3 separate regions of the Mus musculus genome follow, and all the other regions are linked to region 3. The links are chromatin contacts, called in public Micro-C and promoter capture Hi-C maps. All regions are on one chromosome and are shown on one strand. Each heading gives the region's core, a stretch centred on a gene start, on an enhancer-like site or on the middle of the called end of the contact. The rest is flanking DNA. Distances are from core to core; before and after follow the strand shown. Region 1 holds the start of Tpbgl (trophoblast glycoprotein-like). Region 2 holds the start of Klhl35 (kelch-like 35). Region 3 holds the start of Pgm2l1 (phosphoglucomutase 2-like 1).

The links. A called contact is a pair of places that touch in the nucleus more often than the background predicts. Capture Hi-C pulls out chosen DNA fragments and counts their contacts.
Region 1: a contact with region 3 is called in a Micro-C map of embryonic stem cells, with 7 times the contacts expected there. The contact joins the promoter of Tpbgl here to the promoter of Pgm2l1 in region 3. A contact is called at or near these places in 3 of 39 promoter capture datasets (the 3T3-L1 cell line, hippocampal neurons and liver) and 1 of 484 Hi-C or Micro-C datasets (embryonic stem cells).
Region 2: a promoter capture Hi-C map of adipose tissue shows a contact between it and region 3, with 4 times the contacts expected there. The contact joins the promoter of Klhl35 here to the promoter of Pgm2l1 in region 3. A contact is called at or near these places in 1 of 39 promoter capture datasets (liver), 1 of 115 datasets of contacts at active chromatin or transcription factors (microglia) and 1 of 9 other capture datasets (adipose tissue).

Annotation. Positions count from the first base shown.
Region 1 is chr7:99,625,528-99,628,904 of GRCm38.p6, reverse strand. Tpbgl (trophoblast glycoprotein-like) reads left to right here and starts at 1,802. Exons shown (of 1, transcript NM_001195529.1): 1 at 1,802-3,377. The coding sequence starts at 2,257.
Region 2 is chr7:99,464,450-99,467,714 of GRCm38.p6, reverse strand. It overlaps Klhl35 (kelch-like 35), which reads right to left and starts at 1,711. Exons shown (of 7, transcript NM_028145.1): 1 at 1,611-1,711.
Region 3 is chr7:100,225,888-100,229,209 of GRCm38.p6, reverse strand. It overlaps Pgm2l1 (phosphoglucomutase 2-like 1), which reads right to left and starts at 1,603. Exons shown (of 14, transcript NM_027629.3): 1 at 1,176-1,603. The coding sequence starts at 1,286. It overlaps Gm34877 (a long non-coding RNA gene), which reads left to right and starts at 1,805. Exons shown (of 3, transcript XR_869834.3): 1 at 1,805-2,080.

The DNA.
Region 1 (3,377 bases), core at 553-3,052, 600 kb after region 3:
TCCCTCGGAGAAGGCAGTCAGCAGCAATGAGAAGGCAGCCACCATGAAAACCGGAGAGGGAGTTTTGGCCTTGGCAGTGGTCTACACTTCCGTAGGGACTGGAGGCAGGTCTCCATGCAGTTAAGTGGGGGAAGCAGGCTGTTCTGGTCACTCATGATTTGAGCACTTGTGCTGTATGAGAAAAGGTACCTGTGACCTCCAAAGGCCAAGGACATAGTCCAGAGCAGGAGAGGGCCCCGTCTGTACGCATTCACTTTCACAAGAGTCTGCAAGCTGCCCCTCTAAGGCTGCAGTTGAACCTGTGTTGGCCCAGTGAGTGAACACTCAAGCACTTTGGTATGCTTCTGACTCTATGGACACATACCAGGTTACACTCAAAGCCGCTATGTACACAGGCACGAATGTGCCTGCATGTGTCTATGTGAGACACATTTGTTTGGAACTGCTGTGTGCAAGCCTCCCGTGCACATGCATGCACATCCAAGTAAGAATAAATTTGATAGACCACACATGGGCATGTGTAAGTCTGTTTGTGTAAAGTTTGCCTTTTTGTGTAGAGGCACACGTGTGTAAACTCAGGTGGCCATGTATACAGACATGTCCAGCTCTAAAAGCTACTACTGTCATCTGCTAGCATCTGGAGGTTATCATGGAGACAGGACTAGGTCAATATGAGCTGAGGGAGTCCAGCAAGATCACCAGCCTGGTCCTTAGTGTTGGTATTTGCCTGAGACCCAGGGAATGCAGGATATGCCTCAGAAAGTGGTTTCAATTTGCTGGTCGATCTTCTAAATGCAACTTCAGGGAAGAAACCAACCAGTAGTCTTCAGTTCAGGAGAAAGAGACTGACTGATGCTTATGGGGAGGAGGGGAGCCTCTATCCCAACCAGCTCTGCCAAGTAAGATACTCGAATGGCCTGCAGATCAAATGTCAGCTTCTCCAACCTGAATAATTCATGCCAAGACCAGGAATGCTCCCTCCTCTGGAGTCTGTCTCTTTAAATCAGGTCTTGAGCTTCTCAATTCTGGAGGAAAAAAAAAGTAAATAAGTAAAACCCAGAAAGAAAGAAAAACAAAACAAAACAAAACAAGCCTATTAACAGCTCAGCCCCCACCTCAGCCCTGGATTTTACCACACCCCCACCCTCCACTACAAAATCAGTTCCTGATTTTCCTGCTCCTAGAGCCCTCTCCCCAACCGGCACACCACTCAATATTGACTGGTAGGGCAATTTGGAGGGGAAGGGGCACAGTATCCTGGCAGTACTCAGTGCTGGGGCGGGGTGGGCAAGCAAAGAGCTGAATCACTCCACCCACCGCTCCCTGAGCCTAGGAGGGGCCCAGCCTGAAAGGTGGAACCAATGGGAGTGGTCTTGGCAGAGGCAGAGCAGCCTGAATTAGGGCGCGGGAGATGTGGGGACAGAGGGTGTTTTAGAACATAGAAGAGGGTCGATAAAAGACTGGACACACAGGACCTGCAGAGTTTTAGACACAGCCTAAGGGAACTGGGTTCGCAAAGGAGACATCCAAGGCTAGGGATTTTCCAGGCTCGCTCCCTTAGCACAGCTCCTTTCCTTGACTACAAGAAGAGTAACTTTGTCAGCCCACCCCTCAGCCCTGCCTCCTTTTCTAGGGACAGCTCTAAACTCTCCCACCTTCTCTGGGTGCACAGATCCACCTGCCAGGTCAGCCCTGAGGGCCCCGCCCCACGTGTGCTTCGGAGGGAGGAGGAAAGAAGCTGCCTAAACGAAGGGGGTGGGGAAAGAAGCAAGTCAGAGCTTGGGGAGCCAAACTTCTCAGCAGCTCGTGAACTAGAGAGCAGGGGAGCAAGAGAGCGCAGCGGCCCTAAGCCTGCATCTCCGGAGCCTCCCACCCCGCCTCCCTTGCGAGGAGGTGCGGAGACTCCGCTGGGGGCGGAGGAGGCGGCCAGGAGGCGGGGAGGGGGAGGCAAACCCTGCCCACTCGGCTCGGAGCCCGGAACAGCCGCGGAAGTCGGAGGCCGGAGCGCAGGGCGACGAGGGCAGCGAGGGCGGGGGGCTCCGCTCCCCGCCTGACCCCTGTAGCCCCCAGCCATCAAAGTGAAGGCTCCTCGGACTTTACAAGCTGGAGGACGGACCGGTCGGAACTGTCAGCTGCTCCGGGTCAAGGTCTAGCCCACAGCCACCTTCCCGTGCCACCCCCATCCCATCATCTCCAAACGCTCCCAATTCACTGGTGAGCGCTGCGGGCCGGGGGCTGGATGCGGGGACGGCCGCGATGGCCCCGCGCGCGGGACAGCGGGGGCTCTGGAGCCCGCTGCCAGGGCTGCTGCTCTTGGCGGCGGCGCTGAGCCGGCCCGCCGCGCCCTGTCCCTTCCAGTGTTACTGCTTCGGCAGCCCCCGGTTAATGTTGCGCTGCGCGTCGGGCGCGGAGCTCCGGCAGCCGCCCCGGGACGTGCCACCCGACGCGCGCAACCTCACCATCGTGGGCGCCAACCTGACCGTGCTGCGCGCCGCAGCCTTCGCGGGAGGGGGCGAGGGGGCGACGGACGGCGTGCGCCTACCGCTCCTTACCGCGCTGCGCCTCACACACAACAACATCGAGGTAGTAGAGGACGGTGCCTTCGACGGGTTGCCCAGCCTGGCGGCACTCGACCTAAGCCACAACCCGCTACGCGCCCTGGGCTACCGCGCCTTTCGCGGGCTGCCTGCGCTGCGCTCACTACAGCTCAATCACGCGCTGGCTCGAGGCAGCCCCGGGATGCTGGATGCACTGGACGCCGCTCTGGCCCCCCTGGCCGAGCTTCGCCTGCTGGGCTTGGTAGGCAACGCGCTGAGCCGCCTGCCACTCGCCGCGCTGCGCCTGCCCCGCCTGGAGCAGCTGGATGCGCGTGTCAACGCGCTGGCCGGCCTGGGCCCGGACGAGCTGAGCGCGCTTGAGCGCGATGGCGACCTGCCCCAGCCGCGCCTGCTGCTGGCGGACAACCCACTGAGCTGTGGGTGCACCTCGCGCCCCCTGCTGGCCTGGCTGCACAACGCCACCGAGCGCGTACCCGACGCGCGCCGCCTGCGCTGCGCTTCCCCGCGCGTACTGTTGGACCGGCCTCTGATAGACCTGGACGAGGCGCGACTAGGTTGCTCCGACGGCGATGCACACGAGAGCGGGGAAGGGATAGACGTCGCCGGCCCGGAGTTGGAAGCCTCTTACGTCTTCTTCGGGCTGGTGCTGGCACTCATCGGCCTCATCTTCCTCATGGTGCTCTACCTAAACCGCCGCGGCATCCAACGCTGGATGCACAATTTGCGCGAGGCCTGCAGAGATCAGATGGAGGGCTACCACTACCGCTACGAGCAGGATGCAGACCCACGCCGCGCGCCTGCTCCGGCCGCCCCTGCCGG
Region 2 (3,265 bases), core at 462-2,961, 760 kb after region 3:
AGACATGTGTGTGTGTGTGCGTGTGCGTGCATGTGCGCGTGTGTGTGTGCGTGCATGTGCGCGTGTGTGTGTGCGTGCATGTGCGCGTGTGTGTGTTCGTGTCTTCTTTAGATCTCTTGTAGGTACTTTCCCTTGACCAAACTCTCCTCTATAGTAGTGTACTAGGAACTCAGTACTTAGCTCAAGGTCAAGTTCATGTATTATTTAAACTGGTGTTTATTAGAATGTGTGCGCGCGCGCATGTGCTGAACAGTCATAATTCCTGCCTTTCTGGATCTCAGAGCGAGGGCAGAGGTCCTTTGAGAGATCTCAGGAGAATTGGGGGAGCTCAGAAAGGATAATAAACACAGTTGGGGCAGAGATAGGAAAGAGATTCCTGAGATGGGCAGAATTAGCTGTGTAAAAGCAAGAGTGAGAGATGTTTCTAGTCTCCAGTGGGAAGATCCAGGTTCTAGGGACCACATGGAGCTATCATCCTCCTTTAGTCTGGTGTGATCTCACCTAGGCAAGCCACTGGCACCGTTTATGAAACAGAATAGTTAGAGTTCCTAGCCACAGAACTGTAACTATTGGATGAAGTATATAAAATTGCTGCATTTGTAGTATGCCCCAGTCATCGGCTTACCTTTTTACAGCATGGGGTGTGGGTAAGTTGACCCTTAGAGGAGTTGTGAGGAAGCAGCCATATGGAGGGAGCCTGCCCTTGAGAGGATTGCTGTGAGGGTCAGTGAAGGGGTGTGTATGAAAACGCACCACAGATTGCAGGCCGTTCACCCTGGTTAGGACTTGGTCCTTAAGAACACACAGTCAGTACTTGGCCTGGTCTGTAAATGGACCGAGGTCTCCTTTCTGTGGGAACTTACTCCATGGCTCATCTCTGCTTCTTATCTGCCTCTCCCTACCTACATTGTCCCATCTGCAGATCAGCCTGCCTCTCCTAGCCTATGCAGGACCATGTAGGTGGATCCCTTGCCTCAGAGTCATAAGAAATAAGTTCCTGGTGGACAAGGACTGTAGCCCAGATAGAGGCTGCCAGCCCAAGTCCACCATGTACCTGGAAGCCCTTGCCAGGGGGGAGGTGAGTCCTCAAGGAACGACCAGGCGTACACAGAGGGAAATGAGACAGGTTGTCAGAGTGCAGCAGGGCTGTCCTTAGCTAGCCTAGGACACAGCTACTCTCTAGGCTGAGACCCAGGAAGGCAGGTCTCAGCAAAAGGAGTCTGCCTGCTAGTGTGGTGGACTGTGCCAATACTTACGCATTCTACTGCCACCTCTGTCCTAGGCTGAGGGAACTGTAGGGACACGATAGTGGGAGACTCAGTTTCCACCATGGAGTCTATCGTCTGGGAGTCCAAGGATGCATGAGAAGTTAGGGATTCTGTCAGCATTCTTCCATCTCAGAGTCTCAGCCTGTGAAACTGGCTCAGTGAGCCACTATCCTGCTCTTACCCCGGATACACACACACACACACACACACACACACACACACACACACACCTCCACCCCCACATACACTCTTACACACCACACAGGCTCACACTTTGGGTGGACGCCCCTCAGAACAAGACACCACTTTAGCCAACTGCTAACCCAGGTACTTGGCTCTTACCTGGCCACGCCCTCTTCCTGGGACTGCTTCTCTGGCAGAGCTGCTCCTGTCTGTGCCTGCCGCTTGCCAGCTCTGCCTGCTTGCCTTGCAGCCTGAGCTGATTTTATTCTCGCTTTGCCTAGACTCCCACTTGGGCTCAGCTGCGGGAGGACAAAGGGTCTGTCTGGGCGCCAGGGGGGGAGGGGAGGAGAGGGAGCCGGTAGGAATGGGCACTGGGCTTTTGTTCCACTCTTGGGCCAGTTTTGGAAGGGAGGAGTGTAGATAAGCGTGGAATTGGTTGTGTGTTATGGTGGGCTGCGGTGTTTTGAAGGTTGGGGTGTCTGCTTCAGGTAGATGGGTGGTTATCAGTGTGTAGGTGTTTCTAGAACTTGTATGTGTGTGAGTGCATACACACAGTGACTGTAGTACTGGGGTGCTTGGGCTCTGGGGACATGTGACTACATAGCTTTGGATGTAACCAAGAATGTGGCTGCCTTTGTTGTGGATCCTGGTTTCCCTTCTGCCTCTTTGTCACCAACTCACACAGGTTCCTCCCTCACAGCGTTCCTGTCACTGTATTTGTGACTGGTCATTTGCATGTCGGGTTTGTGTGTGTAAGGAATGAGTATAAGGTGTCTGTGTGGACAGATGCTCATGCAGGTGTGACCAGGATCTTCTGGGTTGTGTGTATTGTGTGGTGTCCAAGTGGAAAGGACACAGTGGGAGCACGTGTTGGCACTGAGCACATTGAAGTGGATGGAGAGAGAATGGGATGGCTCTGAGTCCACCTGACCTCCCGGAGCCAGACAGTGTGGGTTTAGAGGGTGGTGTGGGACCTCTTGCTGCCTCTGTGAAGGACTGCAGGGCTTGTCACAGGAGCACAGCAATCCAGGGAGGAGGTGGCCTCCAATAGCGTCTGTCCTGTTGTGTCAGGACACTGTCACAGTTGTCATACTGTCACTGTCACAGTGTTGTCACTGGACAACACTGACTACATCGATGCCTGCCCCTCGGCCTGACGTCGCTCATCAGCAGGAGGGTAATGGTGACTCTGCCCTTTGTGTGGAGTTACCTCTGTGTGTTAGAGCCCGATACTGCCTGGCTCAGGTAGGCTTAGAGATCGTGGAAGATGGGAGATATTATGGTTTGGTATGAGTATAGAGTGTCCCCTGGAAGGCTTTATGGCGCCAGAGAGATGGCTCAGAGATAAAGGCACCTGCTTCTATGCCTGAGGATATCTGAAATCCACAAGGTGGAAGGAGAGAACCCATTCACATACATACTTGTAGCACACAGGTACCCATGCACATTCACACATCCGCACATAACAAATAAAAATGAGAAAAATTTAGATCAGGTGTAGTGTGGTACATGCTATTTATTTCAATACTCAGGATCTCTGCAAGTTCTGGGACAGCCTGGTCTACTTAGTGAATTCTGGGATAGCTCAGGGCTATATAGTGAGTCCCTGTCTCCAAAAAAAATTATTTTTAAAGCTCTACAAGTTGGTACCTTGGTCCCTAGGCTGGTGGTACTATGGAGAAGTCTTTGAGCACCTTTCTAATGGGCTCATCCATTAATGGACTAATAATTTGATGGTATTACTGTGAAGTGGCAGAGAGTTCAAGTTGGGGTATAGTTGGTTGGCCCTGTATTTTCTTGCTTTCTGGCTCCTG
Region 3 (3,322 bases), core at 354-2,853:
TCTACGAACTAAAGGCTTGCTGACGGCAAGAACTCTTTCTATCTTTCTCACCACCAGCATTTCCTGTCTGGCCTAGAACACTCAGTATTTAGTTGGGTTTTTTTGTTTGTTTGTTTTGTTTTGTTTCCCTTCTTAAATGCATAGATACCTGGAAAAAAATGAAAATAAACTTTTTCAGAAAGCTAATTAAGTAGTTCTTTTGTATAACAAAATCTCACATACCTCCATACAAACCCCTTAATTCAGTTTTAAATGTGCTGCCTTTTTTGTTTTAGCAGCTGTATCATATGCACTTGAGAAAACAAACACTGGGATTATCATCCCACCCTCTGAAAAAGCCTCCAAGAGCCTCGTTTACAAGTGAAAAGGATGCATTTTAATTCTAGCTTTCACCAACCCACCCTATATACCTGCACAAGGGGAGGGAGAGAGAAGAAACGATGGCATCAGCAATTCTGAAATTCCTAAGCAATTCCTAAATATCTGATCAGAATCTGCCTTTTAAGATTTGAGAATGGTGCAAATTCTATCAGTACAACTAGACTATTCTAGATGTCCATGACAATTTTTTGAACAGGATACTTCCAATAAATAACTGCCGGCAGAGGAATGAAATAAGAGGAGAACCCTTGTCACATTTAATAGCAAAAGGTGATACCAGAAAATAAGAGTGAAATAGACTAGCGAATACCTAGCCAGCGATTACCTAGTGACAGAGGGTGGAAACACAGCAGAGCAACATAGTGAGTGGTTAGTAACGTTCAAGAACCAGAAGCCACTTTCTGGTTCTGCAGAGAAGGAAGTCAAAGGAGAAAGAGGAAAGGTGATGGATGCATAGTACACAGAGGATAACTTACAACGATGAGAATGAGGACGAAGTATTTTGACCATGAGAGATGATACTCACTGGAAGGGAAGGGGCAGCAAGGGAGGAAGCGGGACTGCGGTGTAGCCTACCACAAAAGAAAGAGACTGCAGTCGTCCCTGCCCAGCCCAGCCCGCCGGGGAAAGCAGCCCCTGCATAGGTGAGAGGCATCGCCCAACTCCACTAGCCCTGCGCTGGCTGGAGCCATCTCCCCTGGAGCCTCCAGAGCCCTGGGTGGGTACCGGAAAGGGTGGACTGTGCGAGGGTGAGCAGAAAGAGGGGACAGATGCCGGGGTGACCAGGTACCCACCTTGTCCCAACGCAGCCACTGCCCGATGGCCGTGTCTAGCTGGGGGTCCCCAGTGAGGTAGGGGGCGTGGAGCAGGTTAGAGTTCAGGTCATCATCTGCGTTCTCAGCCATGGTAGACACACGGGTTTGCGGGCCCGAGGGGCGGGCGAAGACACTGAGTCAGGGGGGCTCTAGGTGCGCTCACCAGGGTCCAGAAACCCCCTCCTTGACGAAGGGCATCGGAGACCAACCGCGAGCTGTTCAGTCCGCGCCAGCTCCTGCCGCAGCTCCAGCGAACCCGGAGAGAGGGCGGAGACAGGACAGCCGCCTCCCAGCAGACTAGCTCCGGATCTCAGCTCGAACTGACTGAGGCGGGCGTGAGGCGAGAGAACAACAACAGTCCCAGATGTCTGGGTCGCCGCCTTCGCCCGCGCCGCCTTAGGCCCCGCCCCCGCGCCGCCCGCGCCGCCCCCGCCCGCCCCGGCCCGTCCGAGTGCCCGAGGCATGAGGCGCGAGCCCGGGAGCGCGCGCCCCGCACCTCCGCTGCAGCGTTTGCTGTCCGCTGAGGCGACAGTGCACAGCTGGCTTTGTTTTTTTAATGCCGTTCCTCAGCTGTCTTTCCCTTATCACCCGCCCCGCACTCGCACGTGCGCCTCCACCTGGTGTCCCCGTCGTCTCAAGCAGCCCGCCTCTGCACTCACTAGGAGAGTCCCCGGCGCGCGCAGGCCCCACCCTCTTCGCCTCAGGGCTTGGTCTCGCTTGGGAGCCCAAAGTGGCGCGCGTGACGCCTCACGGGAGTTGTAGTTTTCCCCGGTTCCCCGAGTTCTGTACACCCGTTGCCTTTCCCTTCCCTCGGAGAGAAAAAGCACCACCTGTTCCCTGACGCTTCTTACTTATGTTGTGCAGTGGTGGTCTCCTGCTTTAAGGTAAAAAAGGAATGACGTAAGGAACAACGGTATCTATTTGTACTTGAAAGTTTACGAGTCGTTTTTTGTCATTTCATTCATCCTGTGTGGTAGGTTGTATGTATATTCCTTTCCCACTTTACACAGAAGGAACTGAAAGGCAAACCGAATTTTCTGAGCAGTAGCGTTCCTGAGAAATGAATGCGGGTTTCAGTCTGTTATGTTACCTCAGCTGGCAGTTGTTTTTGTTCAGTTGTAGCCGCGGAATAGAGGTAGAGAGAATATAATGTCTGGAAAATAGATAAGAAGGTTGTCAGATGATGGGTCAGCATTTAACCCTATTTTAAGAATGTACAAACATCATAAAATTCATGAACAAGTAGGAATACAGAGGAAAAAAGAAATGAACACCTTCACTTTCTTTCTTCTATAAATGTGCGCCTTTCAGGTCTCATTACTTGAGGCCAGAGAAATACTGAAGTCTTGTATATGGACCACTCTGCTTTCTCTGTTTTTGAGACAGGGTCTCCTCTATGGCTTTGGCTAGCCTTGAACATAATATACGCCAGGCTGAAATTGAACTCTTGAGTGCTGGAATTCCAGGTGTGCACCACCACACTGTGCCAAATACCTTCTTGGTGTGACTTGACCAAGTATATTAAAACTCTTCCTCATCAGCCTTTTGCTCTTGTAAGGATTATATAATATTTATAGCATGACAGTACAGTAATTGAAGAAATAGTTTTAGAGTGTTTTGAGGCTCAAAGATAAAAGACATAATAAATCCAAAGTATTCCTTTTATTTTTTAAAGACATCATTTGTTCTAATAAAATCCAAACTACTAGCATAAAATAATTGTATTGAGAGATTCTGAAAAATAATATATGTCATTGTAAGGGGTTGCAGTGTTTGCCTTAAAAATCAACAAAACAAGAATTATGCTAGGAGCTGATATTAGAAGAATATAAACAATTCCCTTCAAGAAGTAAAATCTAGGGCTGGAGTGATGCTTCAGCTGTTAAAGCTAGGGTCACAACCAAAATCCCCAGAAATAAAATCTGGAGAGATAGGATATGTGCAAGAATGTTTAGTCCACGATGAAGAGCTTGCTGCAAATAGTGGAAATGAAACCATCAAGCAGGAGGACCTGCACTGGGATTTCAAGAACAGGAAATAAGCCAACTGAGAAAAAAGGAGAGGGCATTTCAAATCCATTAGTGAGTGATTCTCAAGTCCACTATGAGGTTGTTTAAAATATATTT